Regions from separate parts of the Mus musculus genome. Here regions 1, 2, 3 and 4 are each linked to region 5. The links are chromatin contacts, called in public ChIA-PET, HiChIP or PLAC-seq, Micro-C and promoter capture Hi-C maps. All regions are on one chromosome and are shown on one strand. Each heading gives the region's core, a stretch centred on a gene start, on an enhancer-like site or on the middle of the called end of the contact. The rest is flanking DNA. Distances are from core to core; before and after follow the strand shown.

Region 1 (5,486 bases), core at 534-3,033, 220 kb after region 5:
GTGAAAGCCTGTATGGCCCCAACCCTGCACAAAGAACTCTAAGCAGTGAAGGAATGTTGAGAGGAGAGGAAGCAGTCTTACCTAGGGAAGAGCACACCAGTAACTTATCCCATACCAAATAATCAACCTTGAAAACATGCATGCAAATAACAGTATACAGACTGAACAGGTTGTACTTATGTATTTAGAAATACATGACTATGTCATAGTAAGCAATGAAAAAGCTATTATTTTTACATTACTTTTAATTAAAATAATAATCAGATAACTTCAACTTCTGTCCACTTCTGTCAAGTGGACAGAAATAAACATAGAGCCTAATTATCCTGAATTTCAGAGAAAAGAGTGTGTTTAACACAAAGAACAGTTATAGATCTACACACACACACACACACACACACACACACACATACAGTTTGAAAAATGCATCAGTTGAGACCACGAATTTGAAAGAGAGCAAGGAGGGGCATATATGAGGGTTAGGAAGGAGGAATGGGAAGGGACATATAATTATATTATAGTCTAAAAAATAGAGTGAAGTGAAAATCTCCTATATATTATGCAGGCTGGGATTATATCTCAGTTAGTAGAATGCCTGCCTATCATGCATGAAGCTCCAAGTTCAGCCCTTAACACTGCATAACCTAGGTGTAGTGGTATGTACCTCTGACCCTGGCATTTGGGAGGTGGAGGCAGAAGACAGAAAGTTCAAGGTCAATTCTCTACTATAGGGAGTTTGAGGTCTGCCTGGGCTAAAAAAGTAAAACTGTATACTATATATGCATAGAAAAACCTTAATAATTGTGATCTCTAACTGCTAACAGACAACGTTAACTTTCTTTTAAACTTATTTTTTAAACATTTGATGACAAGCAATTTCCTTAACACTTAAAAAAGAAGACAGGTTGGTGGCAAACATCTTTAGTCCCATCACTCAGGAGATAGAGGCAGGTGGATCTCTGTGGATTTGAGGCCACCCTCGTCTATTTAGTGAATTCTACACAAACAAACAAACAAATAAACAAATAAACAGACAGACAGACAGACATACAAAAAGACAAATATAATAACAGGATGTTTTCTTTAAAAGTGTTCTTACAAGTTGGCGATCAGTAATTCTCAAACTGTGACCTTTCATCATTAACCTACCAGCTTATAACTACGAATAAGATAGAAGCTCAGTTACGGCACTTGCTAGCTAAGTGGTAATTTTAAAAAAATGACATCGTATTTGAAAAATTAATATACTTAAAAAAAAAAGTAGCCTCATAGAAAACTCCTTCCATGTTCTTAGGACCTTTAACCCGGACTTCCTAGCAGTGGTGGTGGACTTTAGACCCTCTTCCACACCAATCCTTTGCACTTTTGTTTTCCCCAAGCACACTCCTTTCTGCGCAAGGGGAAAGTGCAGGGGGACACTACCCACAGCAGCCTAGGAATGTGATTTCTCTGACTCTTTCTCGTGGGCCATAGAATGGGGGACAAACTACAAAAGAGATCCAGTTAAAAATACAACTACCGACAAGCTCCGCGAATCATCGACTTCCTTTCTGCCCCCACCTTCCGAGTGCCTTCCTCTTCCTCCTCCCCGCGTGCGTCGAGTCGCTTTGCATCACGGTATTTGAAGTTCTTTCTGGACGGAAGCGCCTAGCACTCCTTCGCGAGAGAGGAGCCGGAAGACTCTGGTTCCCAGAGGGCAGAGCAGAAGCTACGCCTGCGCAGTCTCAGTGAGGGCGTGTATGTCTGTGTCTGAGGGAGAGAGCGAGAGTGAGTGAGTGTGAGTGCGGGGTGGGGTGGTGGCCGTTACGTTCGGGGCAACGGCTAAGGCAGTGGAGAAGTGAGAAGAGAAACAACGTCCGGCGCTTCCGCCTTCGCCTAGGAGGAGGAGGAACTGGTAGGAAAAGGAAAGCCATTCGCCCTGGGCCTGGACTAGACCTCGTCGGGCCGGCGGAGGTCTGGCTATGTGCCTTTGAGGGTCGCTTGGGACGCCGAGCGAGAGCCGAGAGCGATGTCTCAGCCGCCGCCGCCTCCTCCGCTGCCGCCGCCGCCGCCTCCCCCTGAGGCTCCGCAGACTTCGTCGTCTCTGGCGGCGGCGGCTTCTCCGGGGGGCCTTTCGAAACGAAGGGACCGAAGAATCCTTTCCGGGAGTTGCCCGGATCCCAAGTGCCAGGCGCGCCTCTTCTTCCCGGCCTCGGGTTCTGTCAGCATCGAGTGTACCGAGTGCGGACAGCGGCACGAGCAGCAACAGCTGCTGGGAGTGGAGGAGGTGACCGACCCGGACGTAGTGCTGCACAATCTGCTGCGGAACGCGCTACTCGGAGTGACGGGGGCTCCCAAGAAGAACACGGAACTGGTAAAGGTGATGGGCCTCTCCAACTACCACTGCAAATTATTGTCGCCAATATTGGCACGCTATGGAATGGACAAACAAACGGGCCGGGCCAAGCTTCTCCGGGACATGAACCAAGGCGAACTGTTCGATTGCGCGTTACTTGGTGACCGGGCCTTCCTCATCGAACCAGAGCACGTCAACACAGTGGGCTATGGCAAGGACCGCTCCGGAAGCCTCCTGTATTTGCACGACACGCTCGAGGATATCAAACGGGCTAATAAAAGTCAAGAATGCCTCATCCCAGTGCATGTGGATGGGGATGGACACTGCCTAGTGCATGCTGTGTCTAGGGCTCTAGTAGGCCGAGAGCTCTTCTGGCATGCTCTGAGGGAGAATCTTAAGCAGCACTTTCAGCAGCACCTAGCCCGATATCAAGCCCTGTTTCATGACTTTATTGATGCTGCCGAGTGGGAGGACATTATCAATGAATGTGACCCTCTGTTTGTGCCACCTGAAGGTGTCCCCTTAGGCCTGAGGAATATCCACATATTCGGCCTTGCCAATGTGTTACATCGTCCCATAATTCTTTTAGATTCCCTCAGCGGCATGAGAAGCTCTGGTGATTATTCAGCCACCTTTCTACCTGGCCTCATACCTGCAGAGAAATGCACTGGGAGAGATGGTCATTTGAACAAGCCAATCTGTATTGCGTGGAGTAGCTCTGGTAGAAACCATTATATTCCCTTGGTAGGCATAAAGGGGGCTGCCCTGCCCAAACTACCCATGAATTTGTTACCTAAAGCATGGGGTGTGCCTCAGGACCTTATTAAAAAGTACATCAAGCTTGAGGAGGATGGTGGCTGTGTTATTGGAGGAGACAGAAGTTTGCAGGATAAGTACTTACTTAGGCTGGTTGCTGCTATGGAAGAAGTCTTTATGGACAAACATGGTATCCATCCTAGTTTGGTTGCTGATGTACATCAGTATTTCTACAGAAGGACTGGGGTGATAGGAGTTCAGCCTGAGGAAGTTACAGCAGCTGCTAAAAAGGCAGTAATGGACAATCGCCTTCACAAGTGTTTGCTTTGTGGTGCCCTTTCTGAACTTCATGTCCCTTCTGAGTGGTTGGCTCCAGGAGGGAAACTGTATAACTTGGCAAAAAGTACTCATGGGCAGTTGAGGCCTGACAAAAATTACAGCTTTCCCTTAAACAATTTGGTTTGTTCATATGATCCAGTAAAAGATGTTCTGCTACCAGACTATGGATTGAGTAATCTAACAGCTTGTAATTGGTGCCATGGCTCATCTGTGCGAAGAGTCAGAGGAGATGGCTCTATTGTGTATTTGGATGGAGACAGAACTAATTCTAGGTCTACTGGTGGCAAATGTGGTTGTGGATTCAAACATTTTTGGGAAGGTAAAGAGTATGACAATCTTCCAGAAGCTTTTCCTATCACTTTGGAGTGGGGAGGAAGAGTAGTCAGAGAAACAGTATATTGGTTTCAGTATGAAAGCGATCCATCTTTGAATAGTAATGTTTATGATGTTGCAATGAAACTTGTTACCAAGCACTTTCCAGGTGAATTTGGGAGTGAGATCCTAGTTCAGAAAGTTGTCCACACTATATTGCATCAGACTGCAAAAAAAAATCCGGACGATTACACTCCTGTAAATATAGATGGTGCTCATGCTCAGAGAGTTGGAGATGTGCAAGGACAAGAATTGGAGTCGCAGCTACCAACTAAAATTATTCTTACTGGACAGAAAACAAAAACTTTGCATAAGGAAGAATTAAACATGAGTAAAACTGAAAGAACTATTCAACAGAACATCACAGAACAAGCTTCTGTGATGCAGAAACGGAAAACAGAGAAATTAAAACAAGAGCAAAAGGGGCAGCCCAGAACTGTTTCTCCAAGTACTATTCGTGATGGGCCATCATCTGCACCTGCCACCCCCACCAAGGCTCCCTACTCACCTACCACTTCTAAGGAGAAGAAGATTCGAATAACAACTAACGATGGACGGCAGTCTATGGTTACCCTTAAGCCTTCAACAACCTTTTTTGAGCTTCAGGAAAGTATAGCCAGAGAGTTCAACATTCCTCCATATTTACAGTGTATTCGATATGGCTTTCCTCCTAAAGAGTTAATGCCACCCCAGGCAGGGATGGAAAAGGAGCCAGTTCCTTTACAGCACGGTGACAGAATTACAATAGAGATCTTAAAAGGAAGAGCAGAAGGTGGTCCATCCACTGCTGCACACTCAGCCCACACTGTGAAACAAGAAGAGATTGCTGTTACTGGTAAACTGTCATCTAAGGAACTTCAGGAGCAAGCTGACAAAGAAATGTACTCCTTGTGTCTTTTAGCTACATTAATGGGTAAGAGCAATTAAACTCTGATGGTGTATTTTTATTGTGAGTATGAAATACTGAGGATTTTGTTGTTGTGGAGAGGGAAAAGAAAAACCTGTTGTTACCATAAATATTTGATTCTATACATAGGAGAAAATTATTTTCCTGTTTGGTAGTAGATACTAATATGATTATTGAGTGAATTAGAACAGCTTGAAACTACAGAATGAAAGTAGTTACTCAACTGTAAATGAGATTAATTAAATTTATTTCAAAATTTATTTTTAAAAAATGTATTTATAGTTAAAGCCCTTTCTTTTTCTCCCTTTCTGAGCTCCATCTTGATCATTTTTCATTTATTTTTAATTTCATTTTCCTGTCTGTCATGTGATTTCAGGACTTCCTGTTTGATGAATTGCAGTTTCTGGTGTTTATAGTCTCACTGAGCTCCCACCTACTAGCCTATCTCTTCCATTTCCGGTTCTTCCTTCATTATGTTTTTCTTATGTGTATGATAGGTTTTGTGTTTAATTTTATGGTTCAGTGACTCTGGCATAATTGCAGTGAATAGCTCATAAGAAACAAACAAGAAAGATGGCAATGGGGTTAGGAATTTCTTTTTGATAATTTAGTATAAATTGAAGGAAAATATACTATCAGCTAAATACTGTAATTTCAGCCTTTAGATAATTTGGGATCCTGCCTAGTGGTACGCTATTTACATTATTTGCTTAATCTTTGTCTTTAAGTTGGTGTGTTAACATGCTTTACACAGTTTTCAAGTATGAAGAAAATTTA
Region 2 (4,881 bases), core at 2,150-4,649, 170 kb after region 5:
TCCTACCCTAGTTTATAGGAATGGGACGCCATGCCCGGGTAGACTTCTATTGTTCTGTTTGATTAATGACAATGGAGATCATGCCCGGGGCATCCAGAACAGTGGGGAAACACTCTACCAGTGGAGCTACATACAGTTTGGTTTTAAGTAGAACAGTGGATACCCAGAGATAGACATAGACACACTTACAAGACCCTTGTAAGGGATGAGTCTGAAAAACTAGAAGAAAGCAAGGCTTGCTGCACACTGCCCTAATTCTCTCTGAAGCCCTTGGCCTTGGTCTCATGCAGCCTGACACTCTGGGCTGGCCCACATCTTCTTGGCAACAGTAATTAACTCAGCGATCCTGTTAAATTAAATATTGATGTGAACTAAAAGACCGGGCATCTCAGCCCCTCTTAGATTTATCACTTTTCTCCATGAAATGAGGGGCGGGGTGGGGGGGTGAATCAAGATCAAAGCTTCCTTCAACAGGAATGGAGCAGGTAAAGAAAAACAGAGACACATCTTCACTTAAAAGAGTGTGGGAGCCATTTCTATCAGGAATAACACGTTACATAATTTGACTCTCATGAATCAGCAGTTTAGTCCATAATTTACATTAAGTTTTAAAAGAAAGAACACGTGAAGATTGAAAGGGTAATGGTAGTTTCTACAAGGCAGGTTTGAAAAGCACTTATTCCACCTCCACGCAGAGGGCTGACAGGCAGCTGACTCAGATGGGCTTCATTACGATGTTCTAGCTACCTAAAGTCCCTGGGGGAACTGCCATGCTGTCTTTCACCCAGTGGCCCTTCTCAAGTCCTCTCCCAGGTAGTGGCCATACTGTCCTCCCTATTTAAAGGTAATATATCTGGGGCCACATAGTTTAGGATGCAGAGGCCCACACTTAAAGGATATAAATAAATGAAGATACTTTTTTTTGCTTTTTTAGAAGTATAAACTTAAGTAATTAGCTTCAGAAAACACACCGCCATGTCAGACACTTCAGAAGAACACTGAGAAATCCCTTTGATCATTGTATTTGAACTCCCTCATAAACCCAAGTGCTTAGAGACATATGTAAGAAAGCTTTCAGCACAAGAACAAACAGCATTTGTCCCACTTAACACCCCTTAAAACCAGACCAAAAATAAAATAAAATAAAAAATAGGCAGGGTGTTTGACAAGAAAAAAAGAAAGAAAAAACAACCACTAAGTTATTTTTCAAAAACTAGAGATGATAAATCCTTAGTCCATAGGGTATCTTTGTCCTTTTTATAAGGAGAATACTGCATCAGGTACTGTTTGAAATAAGAGAAGCACTGGGTTAGGCCTCTCTTCAGCACAAATCAATTACGATGGTATTTTGGGATGTATGTTTTGAAAGAGCAAGCTTTCTGAAGCCATTCATTCCACAAATATTTATTACAGGCCTGCACGTGCCAGGCTCCGCCCATTTATGCGCCTTCTCCACCTGGGCTCACCCTCCATTAGCTTGGCAAACAGGCAAACAGCAAAGCCAACAGTTTGATACCGTGGTGTCTTTACTTGTACAAAAGGGAGAGCGTTTTGAGATGTACTGACCTCACACGGTCTCTCTGAAGACAATTATTAGATGTTAGGTTGAATTTAATTCACGAGTAGCACTCATGTCTGCGGTATCTACAGAAGCTGTACTGGGGCGGGAGAGCCCCTTTGCTTCGTACAGTCCTATTAATCAGGCTTACCAACTCATTTAGTTACCTCCCAGGAAATGGAAATTTATGAGAAGGAAAAGAACCAACAGAGGCAGTGAGTATGATAAAAAAAAATCTTGATATTACATTTATAATCACCACAGTTGTTATTATTTATTGACCATTCTCAGTCTTTACCATCTAGGCACCAGGCCCAAAACACTCATTTAAAAAGATCATTTTATTTTGGGGGAAAATCCTCTCTCTATATATAAGCCGCAAGACACAAAATGGACACCTTACAGGATTCATCAACCAATTCAGTGCCAGCAACAACCAACCGCAAAAAAAAAAATTACCAAACTGTTAATGGTAATGTCTACAAACAAAAAGGGTTCTGTTTCACAGTTCAAGTTTAATCTGATGCTCCCATCTGAGCCACGTCATATAAATTGTCAAACATATTGAAAACAAAGCTCCCTATAAAAACAAAACTAGGTTCAGTCCAGTGGCAGTGTAAAGAAAGGGAACTTCTGATGTCTGAGTTGTCAGACTTGGAATCAGAGAGTCCACCTTTCTGAAGTTACATGGGATCTGGCCTGAGACCTGCCAGCAACAGGTCCCATCTCTCCACGCCTGAATCCTACGGGGAATGAAGGGTAAGAACTTGCCTTAAGGGAGTGGTAGCCTAAGGGGGCAGAAGGCACACCCATTCCTAAAATATGTCTGAAACTTCCTCTAATGTTTCCAGCTCTTTCTATAACATTGGGGAACTAGAGTATGCATGGCCTCTTCGTGGCTACAACCACAAATAACTTATCATTTTGAGTTAAGAATTTGAGGTAATATTTATAAAGCACTTAGGAAACAGAGCAGTTCATAGTATGAGCTGTGTTTGCTAAATAAAGCAGGCACTTTCCAGGCCTGTTAGGTAAACAATCTAGTGAGAAGGGCAAGACTCTACCCAAGAGGCGTTTTTGGGGTTTTGTTGTTTTGTTTTCCTCTCTCTTTCTCTCTCTCTCTCTCTCTCTCTCTCCCCCTCTCTCTCTCTCTCTTTCTTCTTCTGTGTTTATTCTCGAATCCTAAGTGCATCCAGCATAGTCTCTGCCTGCAGAACTGCAGTTCAACCAGGCATTCGGTGCAACATTAAGTCAAAGACCTTTGTTTCAAGAGGCGAATCCCTTCTCTTTTCTACCGGTCCAAAGAACCATCCCTAAGCGCGCCCTAGAACCGAAAACCTCAGCGCGCTTTAAGGCGGCATTCGTCGGTGCTTGAACCGTGAGAATCGACCGAGCGAAAACAGACCGAAGGGTTCGAGTCTGAGAACTTGAAAAAGAGTGGCGACGCGATCTAGCCCTGCCGACCACTTCACACCGTCGCCCCGGCGGGTCCGCGCAGAACCCCATCCCGCGTCAGGTGGGCTCCCGGGTCCTCGCCACCCGCTGCCCCGCTCGGGGGGCCGGGCGAGCCGCCCGCGCTCCCCCGCGCGAGGGAGCCCCACGCCACGGCGCTGAGCTCTCCCGGAGCACACAAAGACCGCGCCGGGCCGCGGCGGGACCCCGGCGCCCGAGAGAGCCCGGCCGGGACCCCGGCACGCAGACCGGCGCACCCGCCCCGCACCTACCCGGCTGTGCGGCGTCCGGGCGCCCGGGCGCGGAGCCCAGAGCGCTGGCAGTTTCTTCTTCCCGGCGGCGCGGCCGGGCGCCGGCGTTTCCTCCCTGACGCGTCACGGCGGCTCCTCCCGCGAAGCGCCGGGCGGCGGGCGGGCGGGCGGGCGGCGCGAGGGGACGGCGGGGTCGGCCGGGACCCGCGCGGATGGCGGGACCGCTCGGCTACCCGCGCTCGCCCGTCACGCGGGGTGCAAAGTTCAGGAGGAGACGCCGCCGGACTCCTGCGCTCAGCTGACGGGATGCGCGAGGTCCGCGGCGAGGGTGACCTTGGCCCACTCGGGAGCCCGGGCGGCAGAGCGGACCCGGGCGGTGGCAGAGGGCTGGGGGCTGCGGCTTCCTGCAAGCTGGACGCTGCAGAAGCCAAATAAGTATTCGGACGATCTGGAGAGCCCACTGTGCTTCCTTTAGCTTTTTCTGGGCAGTTTTCTACACTTTTTCCCACGTCAGCAGATTGATTTTTTTTTTTTTTTTTGACCAGTGTTTATGGATGAGCGAGGGCTCTCACAAATTGGCAGATAGATGCTATGTACAGATAATATGCGTTTCTCTTGATCATTTTAGATCTATGGATTATTTTTGTTTGTTATTTTTAAACTACCCAACACACTCTACTGCTGGTGCTTGTCCATTTAACTACAGAAGCTGCGTTTTTAAAAACCCGTTCTGTGAATGGGGAACTAAGAATTACACGATTCAATGGTTGTGGAGTAGAGTTAAAATTTTGAACTAGAGAGCCACACCACCACTGTAGTTTAGGTTTTATCTGATACCACGTGAAAGTAGACCCACACAACTGTTTAAAGGATTTCTGTCTGCATGGCATGCTTCATATTTTACATTAATCTACCCTTTGAATCATATGGTTCCAGAAAATTTGCCACAAATCTATGAACAAATAGAGGAACTGAGATGAATGAGTGAGTTCCGTAAATTCAAAGAACTCTTTATATTTTAGAACGATACTCAGAAGATTTAGCCTCATGAATAAATGTAAGAAAAGTTATTTGTACTATCCATGCTGCAATATGGCCTTGTCCTTAAAATAGGTTGTGAACCCAAATTCTTTTATACTGTGAAACCTATTATTCTCACAGGACTTTCTTAACAGCGATTCTCCATGGCTTTGGGAAATGGACAAGAAAATACAGTTCATAGAGCCCAACATATTGCAGCAGTCATTTATATGTTCCACTATGATCTGCTTACAAAGCAATACACACAATAAAGCACACATCTTCTCTGTGACAAAAAAACAAGTGATCAGTGTATCTGCTAATTAAAGCCATATTCATAATACTGAAGAAATGCTCTTGGACAAAAGGAAATTTTATGTCAATAAACACTAAGGGAATGACATCATTCTCGATTAAAAGATAAATACCTAACTATCACCACATTTTGACGTTAGGGAAAAAAAAAAAAACAGATGGAAACCATTTTAGTGTTTCCAGGATAAATTTGTCTTACCACTATAAAGAACGTGGGGCGGGGGAGGGGGGAAGAGAGATCGAGAGCCCACCAACATTTATGGACAAGAAATGAGGATGATCTTC
Region 3 (5,207 bases), core at 2,457-4,956, 200 kb after region 5:
CCTCCCTTTCCCCCCCCTCCTTCCCTCCCCACCTCTCTCAGATTCCACCAAGACTCTTACCACAACCTTTGTAGGTCAGACTACAGCAGTATTCTCAGAGAGGGGAACTGGTTTATTTAGTGGCCACTGCCTAAGCTGCCGAAGTGGGAGGCAGATAGTGAAGTGGAACCTGGAGCTTGGGCATGCTTGTGTAAAACTAGCCTGACCAACCCTGAGTGAGTGAGTGAGTGAGTGAGTGGAAAACTGACTTGGTTCAGAACCTTATGCCGGGTTTAAAAATAGGGATGTGGCCACACTTCTGTTCCTGTATATACTGGGAAGCAAGGAAGAATTCTTTTTCATTGTCAAAATCGTACACTGCATTCATTGAGCCAAATTATCCAGCTGTATGATCTTTCCCGTACTCATTAACCGTCTATTTGACTGAAGCAATGTGAAATTTTGAAATATTTTCTGGTTTCATTAGTACTCTAGGAATTTGAGTGCTTGACCCACACTATTCAAAGGGAAAGCCCGCCCCCTAGAGGCCAGGGCGCTCATGTTTACAGTCCTCCAGGAGGCTAGCGTTAGAAAGTTCCATGCTGTAAACACAGTACAGTGTGTGTGTATGAAATTCTCACAAAAGATTTAATAAAATAGCATACTTCATCAAGGATTAATAAATAAATATTTGGTAAATATTTAAAAACATTTTTATCTTAAAGCCCTCAGTAAACTGGTGTGTAATGATTAAAGAATTAGAAATACTTATTACTTGATTTAATTATTATATACTATATATATGTATACTAAATTGCCAGCTTACTTCATACACTAAGCACAAAAAGAACAAGTAGTATGTCTCAATAAAAAATAAAATACGTGAATATGTATGGAAGCTTTATTTTTTAACACAATAAGGACTTTTTCCCCCCCAAACAAGTCAGCTTAGGGAGGTGGGATGGTATACACCCGTTTCCAAAACTCTAGAGGCTGGAGCGGAGCTAGGGGGAGTTTGAGGACAGCCTGGGTTATAAAAAAAAATGACAACAAAGGTTGATTTGAAATGTGACAGCTTTTCTTTGTTGCTCTGTATCTGGAAACAAACGTGTAACTCTGTCTACTTACAAATGTCCAAGTTTCACTGAGGTGTTGTTTTATTTCTTACTGAATCAGAGTCTTGATAGGTAGCCCAGGCTGGCCTTGAACTCCCTATCCTAAGTCAGCTTCTTGAATGCTGGAATTATAGATGGATACCAACATGTCTGGCTAGCTCATTAGAATAAAAAAGGTAATTCAGTGAGGGGACATATACAGTGTCCTCACTACTTGACAACCTTGGCATGTCAGAGCCTCTGTGAAGAGTTATCATCACTGTACAGGATGCTAATAGTATTTCAGATGAGAGCTTCTGTAGATATCAATTGGAGTAAGTACGGAAACGGAAGACTAAGCTACAAGAAAACCTAAGAACATTTGTGAGGATATGGAGAAAACAAAATCTGTGGAAACTTTCTCCTTCTTCAGAATGAATTCCCTGTTGTGACTGTTAGTTTGGTGGTGGTGGTGGTGGTGGTAGTGGAGAAGGTCATTTTTGTTAGGTTTTTATTGCTGTGTTAAACAACATGAACAAAAACAACTTGGGGAGAAAACACACACACACACACACACACACACACACACACACACCATCAAACTCTAATCAGGACAGGAGTGCTTTGCTTTGTTTTGCTTGTTTTTGTTGAGTCAGGGTCTCCGTGTACGAAAGGCTGGCCTTGAGATTCTTCTGCCTCCCTTAGGATAGATGCTCAGAAGATGATGAGACGAGTAAGGGCACTTGCTACAAAGCCTAATGACCCAAGTTAAATTCCCAGAATCGACAGTGGGAGGAAAACACTGACTTTTGCAAATTGTCTAACTTCCATTTGTGTACACAATGTGCCACACCCCTAACACAAAATCAATAACTGTGAAAAGTTTTTTAAATTTTACTAAGAGAAAAATTTAAAACCCATTAAAAAGCTAATTATTAGACTGGGCATGGTGGCATATGCCTTTAAAACCAGTACTCAGGAGGCAAACAGAACCAAAAATAAAGGGACAGAAGGTTGTTTGCTTATCTGGAGGATAAGAGTTTTGAATGCCTATAAAGTTGTGAAAAAATAGCTTGTGAGCTGAGTATAGTGACCCACAACTTTAATCTCAGTAATTAAGAGGCAGAGGCATGTCTCTGTGACTTCCAGACCAGCCTGGTCTACATAGTGAGTTCTAGGCTAACCAAGGCTACATAGTAAGATCCTGTCTCAGAACAACAGACAAATAACTAAGAAACTTGTTATGAAATAGGACTTGGTCTATAAGACACTAAAAAAATCAGAAATGGGGCAGAGTCCAGAAAATATTCCAAGACTGGTGCATATACAAGATCTTACACATTTTCAAAGTAGCATTTCAAATTAGTTGAGAGAAGATAAACATCTCAGAGATAATTTGCTATCTTCAGACTTCTGGTATTTTAAGATCTAAATGTCTCCTGTAATACAAAAAGAAAAAAATCATGAAATTATTTCTAAAGTGAATAGAAACAAATATTTTTAATGAACTTTGGGTAGGAAAGTACTTTCTGAGGCTGACAGAAGGCCATGAAGAAAACGACAGATTGGCCAGATCCAGAGATTTAACACCTTGAGCTCAAACCTGTTCTTCCTTGCATATTTTCTTCTCCTCAGGAGTCCCAGAGGCTAGCCGTGTTCAGCAATGACAGCATGTAAGGAACAGGGCTTGGAGCGGGGAGGTGTCCTGTGGGCTGGGCTGGGCATCACTGCATGCCCGGGGAAGAAAAAAGGATTTCACATTTAGGGGGTTGATATATAGGCTTGCCAAACATTTTAAAATGAATTAAATGGAGTAAAGATTCACTTATACCTTCCCCTCAACACCAACATAATTTCCACACTGTACAAGACAACATACTGAAATAAAGAGATGAGCAGGGTGTAGTAGTCCACACCTGTAAACCCAGTGCTTGGTGGCAGAGATGTGTATGCTCACAGTTCCAGACCATCCTGTCCTACATAATGGAATTCTAGGTCAGTTAAAGCTACGTATCAAAAAGCCAAAATAGGGGCTGGAGAAGTCGGTGCTTAAAAGTACTTGTCCTACCAGAGGACCCAAGTGCTTTCCCAGTGCCGTTATCAGCACAAGGCTCTGGGAACCCAAGCTCCAGGGGATCCCATACTTTCTTCTGGTGTTCATGGGCACAGGTAAACATGCACGCGCATGTGCGCGCGCGCGCGCGCGCGCACACACACACACACACACACTGTAAATAATAACAGTTTTAAAAGTAATCCAAGTATGGTGACACACACCTGTGTTCCCAAAACTTGGGAGACAGAGCAAAAATATTAGGATTCTTGGCTACACTGTAGTGAAAACTTTGGTTTCTTAAAAAACCCAGTTACATGAATATGTTTTTGGTTAATCCCAGGTGTGGGGTAAGAGGCTGCATATAGCAGGCGATTACGATTTGCCTTGTGTACTAACAGGGCTGTGATTTTTGCCAGCTGCAGATAGTTCAATTCTGGGGATTCCAGAGAAGATACAAATGAGAGACCCCGAGAGGGCCTGTGGGGGTTGCTGCTCTCCTTGCTGCTGTGTTTGCTTCAGTTACTGGTTTGCTGCACTGTTGAATATTCTGACAAGTATTGGGATTGCTCAACGTCCCTATTCAACAGGAAGTGGCCTAGAGTAGTGTGCATTCCCCTTTCTCTCTAACCTTCATTTCCTCCTAACTACTGTGGAGGCGGAAGGGATCAGGGTGGGAAAAAGGTTGGAAGGGAGGCAGAGGTATAAGAATCCAATAAAAGGACAGCCAGGGCTATACAGAGAAACCCTGTCTCGAAAAACCAAAAAAAAAAAAAAATAATAAAAAAAAAATAGTAAATTGATATACCAACACTACACAGCAAGTTCAAGGCCAGCATAGGCTACCCTGTCTCAAACAATGACTTACAAAAAGAATATCTTCAATTGTAACAAAGGATTATTATTTATAATATATAAAGAATTTATTTAAAAAAAAAAAAAGAAACAAAAGCAAATAACCAAGGGGTTGGGAGACAAAGTAGAGAATTGTCTTGGTTAATGCTTTATGCTGGGAAGGGACACCATGACCAAGGCAGTTTATACATTTAAAAAAGGCATTTAATTGGGTGCTTGCTTACTGTTTTAGAGGGAAAGTCCATGACCATCGTGGAGTGTATCAAAGTAGCAGGAGTGGAGGAACTGGGAAGAGTGCGCGCGGGGGGTGGGGAGGGGGCCAGTGGCCACGGGGGCGGGGGGGGGTGGCGGGGAGATAAAGGGGAGTGGAAGAGAACTGGTGTCCAACCAGAGTTCCAGTGCTCTGGGCGGGCAGACTGCTGCACGCTTTCCGCAGCCCAGGGTGGGTGTCTGCCTGTGGGAAGCCACAGAATTCCAGCTCGGCCTGGGGTGGGGGGTGGGGAGTGGGGGCGTGGACAAAGGGCAGCCCTAGGCTCCAGGTTCTCAGCCTTGGGCATTCCATGCTGGATACTACGGAATAGCTGAGAACAGAATGCCTCCCACCCCCAGGGGGTGCGGCTCAGTCAGCTCGGTCAGTCCCAGGGCCAAAGGGAGGAAAGGGCAGGGAGAGAGGGTAGTTCTCACTTGGTGGGGGGTAGTTCCCACTTGGTAGGGGTGGGGAGGTGGGGGCTGTGAGGATGGTAACTACGTGACAGGAGCCAGGTGCTCAGGAGACATGGCTGAACTCTTGCCGTCCCATGCAGGTGGAAATCTCTGGCCATCGGGGCTCTGGGGTTCAAGACCTATGCTTGACTGGAGACCAGGCTGCCAGTGCTCAGCCACTGCCCCTCAAAAGAGCTTACGTCCTAATCCAAGGCAGCAGGCAGAGGGAAACTGAGATTGGGCCTAGCCTGGGCATTTGAAACCTCAAAGCCCTCTCCCAGTGACATACTTCCTCCAACCAAGCCACACCCCCTAATCCTCCCTAGGCAATCCACCAACTGGGAATCAAATATATGAGCCTATGGGCGCGTTCTCATTCAAACCATGGTCAGTACACAAATGCTATTTATGGAATCACATCTTTTGTGGGTGTCATGCTGAAAGGATTAAATCATATTTTAAATATGTATTTTTCCTTGCCCTACTTGTTATTTTGGACAGGTTTTCACTATGTATCCCTGGTT
Region 4 (5,543 bases), core at 59-2,558, 140 kb after region 5:
AGTCCTGTGAAGATATTGCCACAAAATGACATTATACCTTTTAATACACAGCAAATTTCCATTATTTTTGCTTTGGCCTATTTAATTCAGGTCAGAACTCCTAAGTCGATTTCATGACTTACCAATGCATTGTGATCTATATTTTTAAAAACACTGCAAAAGGCTTTTATATTTTTCCCAAAAGAAAACTCTCCTAGGGTAGAGAACTGGAGGAGCAAAATGCATGGGAAGAAAACTAGACCTCATAAAAAGTTATATCAGCATAGCATTCAAAAGCCAGGCATAAATGACAGGAAGTGAATGGGAGGACAGTGAATGTGAAGGGTAGGTGGGGAAAGGCTCATAAGCAGAAAGACAAAAGGTATGCTAAAGACATGGAGGCCCAAGCTCAAACTGCTGTAAGCACTACAGATGAGGGAGGAGTCTACACGGACACACTCAGAAGTCAGCTTACCAGCAGTGTGGACGGTGAGGGCAGCCAGCAGCCACAGCAATCCTCACAACCACTGACTCGGGATTGTATTGTGCATGAAAACTGCATGCATTTACATTTCAAATGTGAATCATATCATATAGCTAGAAATAAAGCTGAACCAACTCAAGCTCATTTTCTCTTTTTGAGTTTTTGTCACCTAAACTTTCCATGACAGTAAAAGATGAATTGATTTGGGCAATGTGTTTGTCCCTCACAGGAAGAATATCCTGAGATCCTTCCTTGTTCCTGGCACGCAGCCTGCACAGATGGTTCCACAGCTAGGAGCTTGTATTGCTGTGAAAGAGGACCCGAGTCTGGTTCCCAACACCTACATGGCACAACTCAGCTGCCTGGAACCCCAACCCCAGAGAAGCCAACACCTGGACTCCAGCGGCACATGCTTGTAATTTAAAACTCATTTTAAAAAACCAGAGAACGGGAAAGACACACCGCTTTCACTTTCCTGAGGGGCCCAGGCTGTCCTCACATTAGAGATTTGAACATGGGGTCCTTCGACCTATATTGTACTTCCTGACAGCTGCTAGCAAACTAAATGTCCAAAAAAAAAAAAAAAAAAAAGGAAGAAAGAAAGAACTTCAGAAGTTCTGCTGGTCCCACAGTTCAGAGTAGGTACTCCTGCTATGGGCTTCGCAGGCACTTCCTAGAACTTTTAATCCTAAATTGTAACTGTTTATCAGCCCTCAAAATGAGATCAAAACCAGGCTAGGGAAATGGTTCGGAGGGCAAGGCACTTGCTTCATAGCCTGCTAGGCTAGGCAAAGCAGTGAACTCTGAGTTCAGCTGCTGAGCCACAGCTGCAGCAAGAGACACTGTCTAAATATATTAGGTGGAACTTGCTCAAGGAAGACACCCAATGTCAACAGGGCTTCCTCACATAGGTGTGCTCCCACACATTTGAACAAACATGCATACAGGAGCATGAGAATACACAAACACACTCACACACACACAACTGGATGATGAAAAGTGCCACGTGGCAGAGGCTAGGCTGATTTTCATTATGACCAAATAGATACAGTACTATCTATAGATGGCACCCAATAAGTACTTCATAATATAAAGCTTTCATTTATTGCACCAAAATACAATGTTAAAGTCTACATTTTGATCCTACAGCCTGTATTTGAAAAGTTGGAGCCTGTTCTAAACAAGAACCAACCTACACTCTCTGCCTACTCTTATCTGTTAAGTAAACTGACCTACTAATATGGATGGACTTTGTAGAAGGGCTAATCACAAAAACTCAAATTGGTGAGGTACAGTGAAGAGTTTCGACTTGAACAAATAAAGAGCTATTGTGAGTTAAGAAAGGTAGGCATGCAATTAATTTAGAGCTTAAAGAAGATTATTCTCCACTGGAATGTGGGGTAGAATGGAAAACTATTTTCCTCTCCTTTTTTTAGCATCTCTTTTAAGGTGTGAACAGATGACCATACCAACATGGATAGTCAACCATGAACGCTCAGTTTGCAAGGTGAAGTGTTGTATTTTTGAGAGTTTTTCTGTGTTCTGTGTGTTCTGCCGTGATAATTAAAGGACCTCAGAGGCTGGAGGTACAGCTCTGAGGGCAACAAAAGGAGGAGGAGAAGTGAGGAAAGGTGTCCTGAAAAAGGCGTCTCTTGTTGCCTTTACAGACTAGTAAGCAATTCACTGAAATAGAGATGTGGAAGTCATTGGTATTATGTGAGCTGAGAATATGAGCCTAGGAATTCCAACACATAACAGAATCGAGAGGATCAAAATGAGCCTGACAAGCCAGATTTGACATTAAGGAAAGTAAGACTTCTGTACAGGAATGACAATGGTCACATCCTCACTTTAGATTATTAAAATCAACATGAAGGGGGCTAGAGAGATGGCTCAGCATTTAAGAATATCAACTGCTCTTCCAGAGGTCCTGAGTTCAATTCCCAGCAACCACATGGTGGCTCACAGCCATCTGAAATGGGATCCGATGCCCTCCTCTGGTGTGTCTGAAGAGAGCAACAGTGTACTCACATACATACATAAAATAAATAAATTTTTAAAAAGAATCAACATGAAGAATGAATATGGAATTATCAAATTTGGATTTAAAGAAATCTCTTTCCAGAGAGTCACTTCCAAAAAGCAGAAGAGTTTCAAGCAATCATAGCAGCAAGAGAACAGAGAGAAATTTAGGAGTATTATAATTAGAGTGTATGAAGTTTTATTTTTTGCTTTTTTGAGGGATGTCCAAACTAATGTCTACAGTGGCTACATCAGCTTACATTCCTACCAGCAGTGAGTAGGGCTCCTCCCCCTGGGCTCCACCCTAGCCAGCATTTATTACTTTTTAACTCTTGATTATAATCATTTTGATCAGAGAAAGATGGACTCTCAAAGGAGTTTTACTTTGCATTTTCCTACGGCTAAGGATGCTGAACACTTTTCAAATATTCATTAGTCATTTGCATCTCTTCTTTTGAGAACTGTCTATTCAATTCATTAGCTCTGTCATATACTAGATGGTTTGGGGGTTTGGTATTTAATTTCTGGAGTTCTTTATAGATCGTACCAATTAATCTTCTATTAAGTAGTTGGTAAAGCTCTTCTCCCATGCTGAAGATTTTCTGTTTAATGTGGTCCTGTTTTATTTTTGTTTTCTAAATCTGAGACAGGCTCTCGTATAATCCAAGGTAGACTCAAACTTGCTATGTAGAATAACCTTGAAAATCTCCTGCCCCCATTCCCCAAATCAGGGATCAAATTCAGGGTTCTGTCCTTGCTGGACAAGCCCTCTGCCAACTGAGTTACCTCCCCAGAACCTGTATTTTATTTCATACATGTGTATTATAAGTGGTCTGTAAGGTTGCACTATATGAAATTAATTGTCTAGTAGTAGGCATTGGGCACATCGGTCTGAAGAAGAGAGAATACTGGCCATGGTACAAGGTATAGATTAGGGAGTTATAAGATACAGGTGAACCCATTAAGAGTAGTTTTCATCACCCAATCACAGGTAATATAGCCCAAAGAGAGGGCAACCGACACCTGGGTACCTTACATTAGGGGGCATTGTCTTGCCATCTTTATGTTATGTTGAAATTCATCTTAAGGGAACCACTATTCTTTCCTATAATCCAAAATAGCTTAATAGAACATAAAGAAGAAAAAGCTGTGCTTTGTCTTCATTTGAAACAACTAACAGAAAAAAAGACAGGAAATACAATGAACAGTGAATATTATTAGCTAGCCAGGTGTGATGGTCTGTGTCTATAATCCCAATTCCTGAGAGCTAGAGATAAGCAGATGAATTCAAAGACATAGTTGGCTACATGGGGAATACTAGCCAGGCTACACTACATGAGACCATGTCTCAAACAAAACTACACAGTATTATTAGGATGTTGGAAATGGTAACCCTAGCACCCAGAAAACTGTAGAAGGGCTGCTGAAAATTCAAGGCCAGTCTAGGCACACACTGAGTTCCAAACCAGTCAGGCTATACAGCAAGATTCCATTTTAACTTTTCCTTACAAAAATAATATTAGGAGTTTGAGGAGTTGCTCAGTGGTACAGTAGTTGCTTAGAATGTGCAAAGTCCTGAGTCTGATCTTCAGTAACACACACACACACACACACACACACACACACACACACACACACACACAGAGGATGGGGGACTGGGAAGATAGTCTTCAGTAAGTTGTTTACCTAGAAAGTATGAGGTACTAATTTTAACTTCTAGAATCTAGTTAAAAAATAATTTTAAAAGCCCAGAACTGTGGTACACACTTGTAATCTCAGCACTGGGTAGGAAACACATAGATCCCAGCCCAGCTTAGTTGGTGAGTTTCATGATACTTCCTAAATGAATAAGATAAAATAAATAACAAAAAGGTGGCAGCTACATATGTACTCATGTCTGGACAAAGTGACATATGCCTGTAATGCCAGCATTGGGAGAGGACAGGCAGACTCTCTGGGGCTGGCTGGATACACAGCCTCACCTAATCACCAAGACCTGGTGAAGGAACCTTGTCTCAAAACAAAAATGGATACCTATCACCCAAGGTTATCCCTAGTCTACATGTACCTGCACACATACACATATGCATATATGCATTCATATATACAAACACCTGGAGGCCTTTGTCTCTCTCTCTCTCTCCCTCTCTCCCTCTCTCTCTCTCTCTCACACACACACATACACACACCCCAAAACTATTGACATTTACTGAACCCTTCTTTCATGCCAAGTGCTTTGCAAGTATCTTAATCTTTAAGGTAATAAACCTGTGAGCATGTCACATCACGATGCCTACTCTACAGGTGAATAATCTTAAGGAAAGATAGGTGAGCCATCACTTAAGAAGAATCTTGGCAAATGTATACCTCCATTTTTAATTATGCTAAGGATAATCTCTCAAATGTGCTAAGAGTAGATTGAGCCAATGTGCCAGTTAGTTACAGCATCTCCTGCCAATGGCATTCACTCCACTTGTGTCATCTTACTGCATACATATTTTAAAGAGAATATGTTTGGGGTTTACATATGATTACACCAACACAGGTTCTTTTAAGTGTCACAGCCCAAAGGTTGTGTATGCACGTGTGTGAGGATGTGTGGGAGTGCACTTGTGAGTACCTAGCATATGTGAAGGCCAGAGGACAATCTTCAAGAATTGATTCTTTCCTCCCACAATGGAGGTTCCGGGGATCAAATTCATGTTATCAGGCTTGGTGGCTAGAGCCTTCACTGGACTATCTCCAGCCCACAAAGACTCATCCTTTGCTTGTAGGCAGAAGCATCAAAGTTGAAGCCAGAGGGCTGAGAAGTAGTCAGAGGAAAAGCACATGTTTACCCTAAGAGTTTAAGCTTCACCTCCAGCATACGTGTGTACAATCCTCTCCCCAGTGCCCGCCTCATGCATGCCTGAGGAAGTTCCAAAAAACAACCTGAATTTCCTGTACTTCTAAGCACAATGCTGAATCCCTTTAAACAAAGGGATGCATAGACAGACTCTGCTGTGGCCTCTATCTTTGATCATTTAATATCTCATTGCAGACTGTTGTTAAACCTATA
Region 5 (5,092 bases), core at 2,268-4,767:
TGGAGAGATGGCTCATTCAGTAAAGTGCAAGAGGTCCTGTGTTTGAATCTCCAACACCTACATAAAGCCCAGAAGAGCAAGCAGCACAGGCCTGGAATACCTTTACAGCTTGGGGGGGGGGGGGCAGGGGGAAGGGTGGATCCCTGAAGCTCACCGTCTGCCAACCTAGGCAAATTGATGAGATCTAGGCTCGGAGAAGAACCCTGGCTCAAAAACTTCTAAACAAACAAAAAACAAAACCAAAACTATTAAAAAACAAACACAAACACAAAAGGTGTAGAGAAACTGACAGACAAGGACACCAAAAATCAATCTCTAGCCTCCACATGCACACATATGCACACACATGCCCTCCCTGCCTCACACACAGAGGAAAACAATACATATTAGAACAGGTAAGAAATAGAAATAAGTCTCCAAATAAATATGGAGTTCCTAGAACTCATACACTAAAAACAGGAAGTGAAAAATCAGGCCGCATAGCACAATAGTTTGATGCGTTATAAAATTAAATATACAGTCCAATCCATACACAGAAAATTTCCAAGGTCAAATGAAAGTCTACACCCAAAAGAAACTTTACCTGGGTGTTTATAATGTGGTAATTGTAATCACGAAATACTTAAGGCAGCCACACATATCTCAAGTGGGATATGGATAAACAACCTGTAACATATACGTATTATACATGTGTATTATACACACACACACACACACCCTAAGAACACTATTGTGCAATGAGAAGAAATGAGCCATTGATATACTAAACATGAATGGGTCTCAAAAGCATTAAGTAAAATTAGGTACATTTTAAAAGAAATCTACGATGTGCTTCTATTTGTGTAATATTTTGGCAAAAGGGCCATAGTGACAGAAACTAGATCAGGACTCACCAGGAACTGGAGGTGGGTTGACTTCAAAAAGGGAATGTGACAGATAACGGAGTGTTTTGTGTCCTTATTCTCATGGTACTTGTAGCACTGTATATACATCTTAAACTTAAACTATTCACTCAAAAGGATACATTTAACTATAAAAGGTGTTTGTTTGTTTGTCTGTTTGTTTGTTTTGAGACAGGATCTCTTTTTTGCCCTGGCTATCCTGGAACTTGATATGTAGACTAGGCTGGCCTGGAACTCACAGAGATCTGCCTGCCTCTGCCTCCTGAGAGCTGGTACTAAAGACATGTGCCACCATACCAGGCTAAAAGCTGTTCCTTAATTTAAACAACAAATAGTTGAAACCAATTTATTGTTAAATGTATACAAAATATATGTATATTATAAAATGTTTAAGCATTTTATTCTATGCTATGTAATATTTGCTTTCTACCTTTAATCGTAAAGACAATCTTAACATAACTCAAATAAATTTAAATATATTTAAAAGACTTAAGAATAACTTAATAATTCTTAGAGCCTGGCGTGGTGGCGCACACCTTTAATCCCAGCTTTCGGGAGGCAGAGGCAGGCAGATTTTTGAGTTCGAGGCCAGCCTGGTCTACAAAGTGAGTTCCAGGACAGCCAGGGCTACACAGAGAAACCCTGTCTCAAAAAACCAAAACCAAAACAACAACAACAACAACAAAACCCCAAAGACTCGGTAGTATGGCAAAGATTAAACATTAGTGACAACCTACTTGGCTTGATCTCGGCCTTAGCCTTTTACTAGGTATTCAACACTGGACAAGTGGCCCAATCCCGGAATCCCATCCTCAGCTTTTGTAAAGGCAAACTGAGAATTAACCTGTAAAGCGCTCAGCACATGAAAAGTGCTGTGTGCTGCCTGCTACTTATGAAATAGTTGATATGAAATAGTGGAGTTTTAGAATTACCTGTAGTTAAAGTGACTGAAATTTATTATTATATCCAAAGTACACTGTAGCTGTCTTCAGACACACCAGGAGAGGAAGTCAGATCTCATTTCAGATGGTTGTGAGCCACCATGTGGTTGCTGGGATTTGAACTCAGGACCTTCAGAAGAGCAGTCAATGCTCTTAACCACTAAGCCATCTCTCCAGCTGAAATTTAACTATCAAAGTCTCTCACAGGAATTTGGACTTAGAATCAGCCTGCATAGAATAGCAAAGATAGGACAAAACAGGAGAGGCTCAGTGGTCTGTTCTGTGAACCTCAGTCTTCTCACACACTGTTGGGCAACACCTGCTCTGCTGCCAGCCGGTGCTGTCCAGGAGAGCAACAGGCTAACTAGAAAGATGTGTCCAGGCGTCTCTGCACAGCCACAGCCCACCTAACCTCCCTCTGTCTGTGTGCCTCTCAAAGCAGGGAAGCCTGGATAGTTATGAACCTTTTCTACCAACAGTGTGTCCTGGGTACTTTATCACCTTTTTCTGCATGTCAATTAAATGCTGGTGTGTTTTTGTTTGTAAATACAGGAATCTGTCCTTGAAGGAATCTGAAAGCTCGCTAACAAAAAACGATATCCATGAACCTCACCTTCTCCAAAATCCAAAAGTAAAGGAAAATTTGTCTGAGAAAAAGGAGTAAATTCAGCCTCGAGTGATTTGATTTCTTCATAGAACTAGGCAACAGCATGTTTTGAGGGTTTGTGGACTTCACTTATCTCGGTGTGTAAGTTGTTTGATTTGTTTCTTTATAGAATCTGAGACTTTGCTTTATGTGCGTGAATTCTGGGATCTATTTACTTTATTAGCTATTAAATAAAATTTGCCAGGAAATAAAATGTGGTTTCGTATTATGTGGTTTCTTATTCAACACAAGTCCTTTTGAATCAAGGAAATCTGAGTGTGCGTTCTAAAGCCTAAAGCCCATTACAGTCTTAGAATCACCGTGATTCACTGACAAGTCCACGTTTCGGTCCATCGTGGTATAAAAAGTCCTGCGTTGCTATCTTACTGTTTGGTATTCCCGACGTGGAAAGTTAGAAATCTGCAGCGAAATGTTCGCGAATCTATAAACTAGCCTTGCCCTCAGTGACATTTCATATCTGATACTCAGAACCTGCAAAGAGGAAACCGCGCTGATTCCTATCCCGGTTCAGAGAATCTGGCTGGGCTGCGGCGAGAACCGCGTCCGCCACGGGCTGCAGCACTGAGTCCCGCCGGCGCCGGGGTCAGCCTGAGCCTGTGGGCGAGCGGGTGCCGAGGCCGGAAGGCGGCCGTGGCGGTGGCGGGTCTCTAGGTCACGGTGTACTGAGGAAAGGCTTCTACTGCAAGAATCTTCACCTTGTAGAATTAAAGGCGGACGGGGACGCACACGCGACGGCTCTGCTCCTGAAGTCCCGCTGTACTAAACCCCCGGGTCCCGTCCCAGCTGGACCACCGTAAACTACTCTCAACCTTCCGGCCAGAGGGGGCGGGGCCAGGCGTCCGCCCCACCCCCGAGCGGTTTGATTGATGAGTCTATCCGCCGAGGGGGCGGCTCCGGGACGCCGCTGCCCCTAACCCAAGGGCTCGGGTGGGAGACCCTCTCGGCCCGACGTGGCTTTGCTGGCTTCGGACGCCCACATAAAAGGCGGCGCAGAGCCTGGACAAGGATGGAGTGACCCACCCGCTCGACGCCCTTGGCCGCCTAGCCCTGCTCAGCCGAACCCCGCACGGCCGCTGCGGTGGGGGGAGGAAAGGTGAGGTGACGCCAAGTCCGAGGTGAGGCCGAGTCCTGCAGCCCCGTTTCCCCGGGCGGGCGGGCGGGCGGGCGGGCGGGCGGGGTGTGTCAGCGGGGACCGGAGCCTGAGCCCTGGGCGCCTTCAGGAGCAGCTCAGCACCTGGGGACTCGAGGGCGAGGGCGAGGCCGCGAGGCCGGGGCTCACGGCCGCCCGCTCCTTTGCAGTGCACGCCGGGGAAATCGGAGCCGGAGTCGCCATGGAGCGCGGCCGTCCCGCTAGCAGCCCACGCAGCGCGGAGTCCGCCGCGCCGCCCGCCGCCGCCCGCGACTGGAGCCCAGGACCGACCGGGACCGGGCCAACAGGCCTCAGCGGGGTCGCGGCGCGCTCCGGGGGTGGCCGTCCAGCCGCCGCGAACGCCGCGCGGGAGCGCAGCCGAGTGCAAACCCTGCGACACGCCTTCCTGGAGCTGCAGCGCACGCTGCCGTCGGTGCCGCCAGACACCAAGCTGTCCAAGCTGGACGTGCTGCTGCTGGCCACCACCTACATCGCCCACCTCACCCGCAGCCTGCAGGACGACACCGACGCGCCCGGAGACCCCGGTCTGGGCGCCTTGCGAGGCGACGGCTATCTGCACCCAGTTAAGGTAGGCGACTCTTCTGGGCTAGGAGCCCTCGAGCCACACTGTCACCGCCTGAGCAGATCCCACGGATCTGGCATTCCTCCCAGCCACCTGGGCGATGGTGACAAGGTCCCCACTGCAAGAGGCTGCTTCTTAACAGTTTGCAATCTAGAGGCTGGAGCGTTTAATTCTACCTGGACTCGCACACAAATTTCTCAAGCTTGGTAAAGATTTTCGGTCTTTCAGGGTGAAAAATAGGTCGGCTGTTGTACCTTCTGACTACCTGGTAACAACTAAGTTACATTCATGCCTTCGAGTGTCAAGTGTCTTTAACTTAAATAGTTGCATTCCTACTGTCTTTTTCTTGAGCTAATCCAAAAGCTTCATGAATTAAACGGAATCATGGAACTAATTCTTGGCCCCTAAAGTAATTATTAAAAAAAAAAAAAACCTGCCAAAATCATTAAAAACAAATGAGAGCATTCAGCATCCCCATAGAGTAAAATTTCAATCACAGTTAAATCTAGTGGAATATACAGCCACCAAGAATGTTAGAAGAAAACCCATGTTTCCATTAACTGTCATATTAGATTGCCTGTATGTTGAGTGAATTGGTCTGTATTCAGATTAGCCAAGAGAAACCATTTTGCATGATTTCTTTACGTATATGTGAAGTGGTCATGAGTGGGACTTGCATTTTCACCGTGGTGCAGTGGTCTCTGCATCATCATCTTCTAGATTTCTTTTGAAACCTTCAATTGATCTTTCTCTTCAGAATGGAGAATCTCTCTGTTGTCTAGATTTAAGTGTTCAGATTTGTGTCACTCTGTTCTGAAGTATTTGAACACAAATTCACACAATTAGAACTTAATCTTAAGTATCTAAGTG

Evidence for each region. Hi-C and Micro-C count contacts between places; a contact is called where the count stands out from the background. ChIA-PET counts read pairs in DNA pulled down with a chosen protein or histone mark. HiChIP or PLAC-seq counts read pairs in DNA pulled down with a chosen protein or histone mark. Capture Hi-C pulls out chosen DNA fragments and counts their contacts.
Region 1: a contact with region 5 is called in a promoter capture Hi-C map of adipose tissue. The contact joins the promoter of Vcpip1 here to the promoter of Tcf24 in region 5. A contact is called at or near these places in 12 of 39 promoter capture datasets (the 3T3-L1 cell line, the C10 cell line, the HPC-7 cell line and 8 more), 5 of 484 Hi-C or Micro-C datasets (CD8 T cells, bone marrow-derived macrophages, embryonic stem cells and 1 more), 20 of 115 datasets of contacts at active chromatin or transcription factors (the 230-238 cell line, acute myeloid leukemia, bone marrow-derived macrophages and 14 more) and 4 of 9 other capture datasets (adipose tissue, embryonic stem cells, liver and 1 more).
Region 2: a contact with region 5 is called in an H3K4me3 HiChIP or PLAC-seq map of the 230-238 cell line, with 22 read pairs. The contact joins the promoter of Sgk3 here to the promoter of Tcf24 in region 5. A contact is called at or near these places in 16 of 39 promoter capture datasets (the 3T3-L1 cell line, the C10 cell line, the HPC-7 cell line and 11 more), 8 of 484 Hi-C or Micro-C datasets (bone marrow-derived macrophages, cranial neural crest, embryonic stem cells and 3 more), 17 of 115 datasets of contacts at active chromatin or transcription factors (the 230-238 cell line, bone marrow-derived macrophages, cardiomyocytes and 9 more) and 5 of 9 other capture datasets (adipose tissue, embryonic stem cells, liver and 2 more).
Region 3: a contact with region 5 is called in a Micro-C map of embryonic stem cells, with 2.1 times the contacts expected there. The contact joins the enhancer-like site here to the promoter of Tcf24 in region 5. A contact is called at or near these places in 5 of 39 promoter capture datasets (the 3T3-L1 cell line, the C10 cell line, cranial neural crest and 2 more), 2 of 15 datasets of contacts at CTCF or cohesin (the NIH/3T3 cell line and large pre-B cells), 8 of 484 Hi-C or Micro-C datasets (CD8 T cells, the G1E-ER4 cell line, bone marrow-derived macrophages and 4 more), 5 of 115 datasets of contacts at active chromatin or transcription factors (bone marrow-derived macrophages, embryonic hindbrain, embryonic stem cells and 2 more) and 5 of 9 other capture datasets (adipose tissue, embryonic stem cells, liver and 2 more).
Region 4: an RNA polymerase II ChIA-PET map of memory CD8 T cells shows a contact between it and region 5, with 13 read pairs. The contact joins the enhancer-like site here to the promoter of Tcf24 in region 5. A contact is called at or near these places in 5 of 39 promoter capture datasets (the C10 cell line, cranial neural crest, hematopoietic stem and progenitor cells and 2 more), 2 of 115 datasets of contacts at active chromatin or transcription factors (bone marrow-derived macrophages and memory CD8 T cells) and 2 of 9 other capture datasets (adipose tissue and liver).

Annotation. Positions count from the first base shown.
Region 1 is chr1:9,744,679-9,750,164 of GRCm38.p6, reverse strand. It overlaps Vcpip1 (valosin containing protein (p97)/p47 complex interacting protein 1), which reads left to right and starts at 1,783. Exons shown (of 3, transcript NM_173443.3): 1 at 1,783-4,715. The coding sequence starts at 2,009. It overlaps 1700034P13Rik (RIKEN cDNA 1700034P13 gene), which reads right to left and starts at 2,517. Exons shown (of 4, transcript NR_040462.1): 1 at 1,561-2,517.
Region 2 is chr1:9,796,648-9,801,528 of GRCm38.p6, reverse strand. It overlaps Sgk3 (serum/glucocorticoid regulated kinase 3), which reads right to left and starts at 3,399. Exons shown (of 18, transcript NM_133220.2): 1 at 3,283-3,399.
Region 3 is chr1:9,768,265-9,773,471 of GRCm38.p6, reverse strand. It overlaps 1700034P13Rik (RIKEN cDNA 1700034P13 gene), which reads right to left. Exons shown (of 4, transcript NR_040462.1): 3 at 2,677-2,800; 4 at 2,216-2,512. Among named protein-coding and RNA genes, the nearest start is that of Gm39590, 5.4 kb to the left of the region's middle. Within about 2 kb of position 3,706, at least 40 of the 459 cell types and tissues checked have an H3K27ac peak or open chromatin away from gene starts, as enhancers often do. A contact at or near this core is called in bone marrow-derived macrophages, embryonic stem cells and neutrophils, where this site is marked.
Region 4 is chr1:9,818,811-9,824,353 of GRCm38.p6, reverse strand. All of the region lies in intron 1 of Sgk3 (serum/glucocorticoid regulated kinase 3), which reads right to left. Among named protein-coding and RNA genes, the nearest start is that of Sgk3, 23 kb to the right of the region's middle. Within about 2 kb of position 1,308, at least 57 of the 459 cell types and tissues checked have an H3K27ac peak or open chromatin away from gene starts, as enhancers often do. A contact at or near this core is called in bone marrow-derived macrophages, hematopoietic stem and progenitor cells and memory CD8 T cells, where this site is marked.
Region 5 is chr1:9,966,235-9,971,326 of GRCm38.p6, reverse strand. It overlaps Tcf24 (transcription factor 24), which reads left to right and starts at 3,517. Exons shown (of 3, transcript NM_001285425.2): 1 at 3,517-3,603; 2 at 3,810-4,228. The coding sequence starts at 3,842. Ppp1r42 (protein phosphatase 1, regulatory subunit 42) reads left to right here. Exons shown (of 9, transcript NM_145692.2): 9 at 2,396-2,705. The coding sequence ends at 2,507.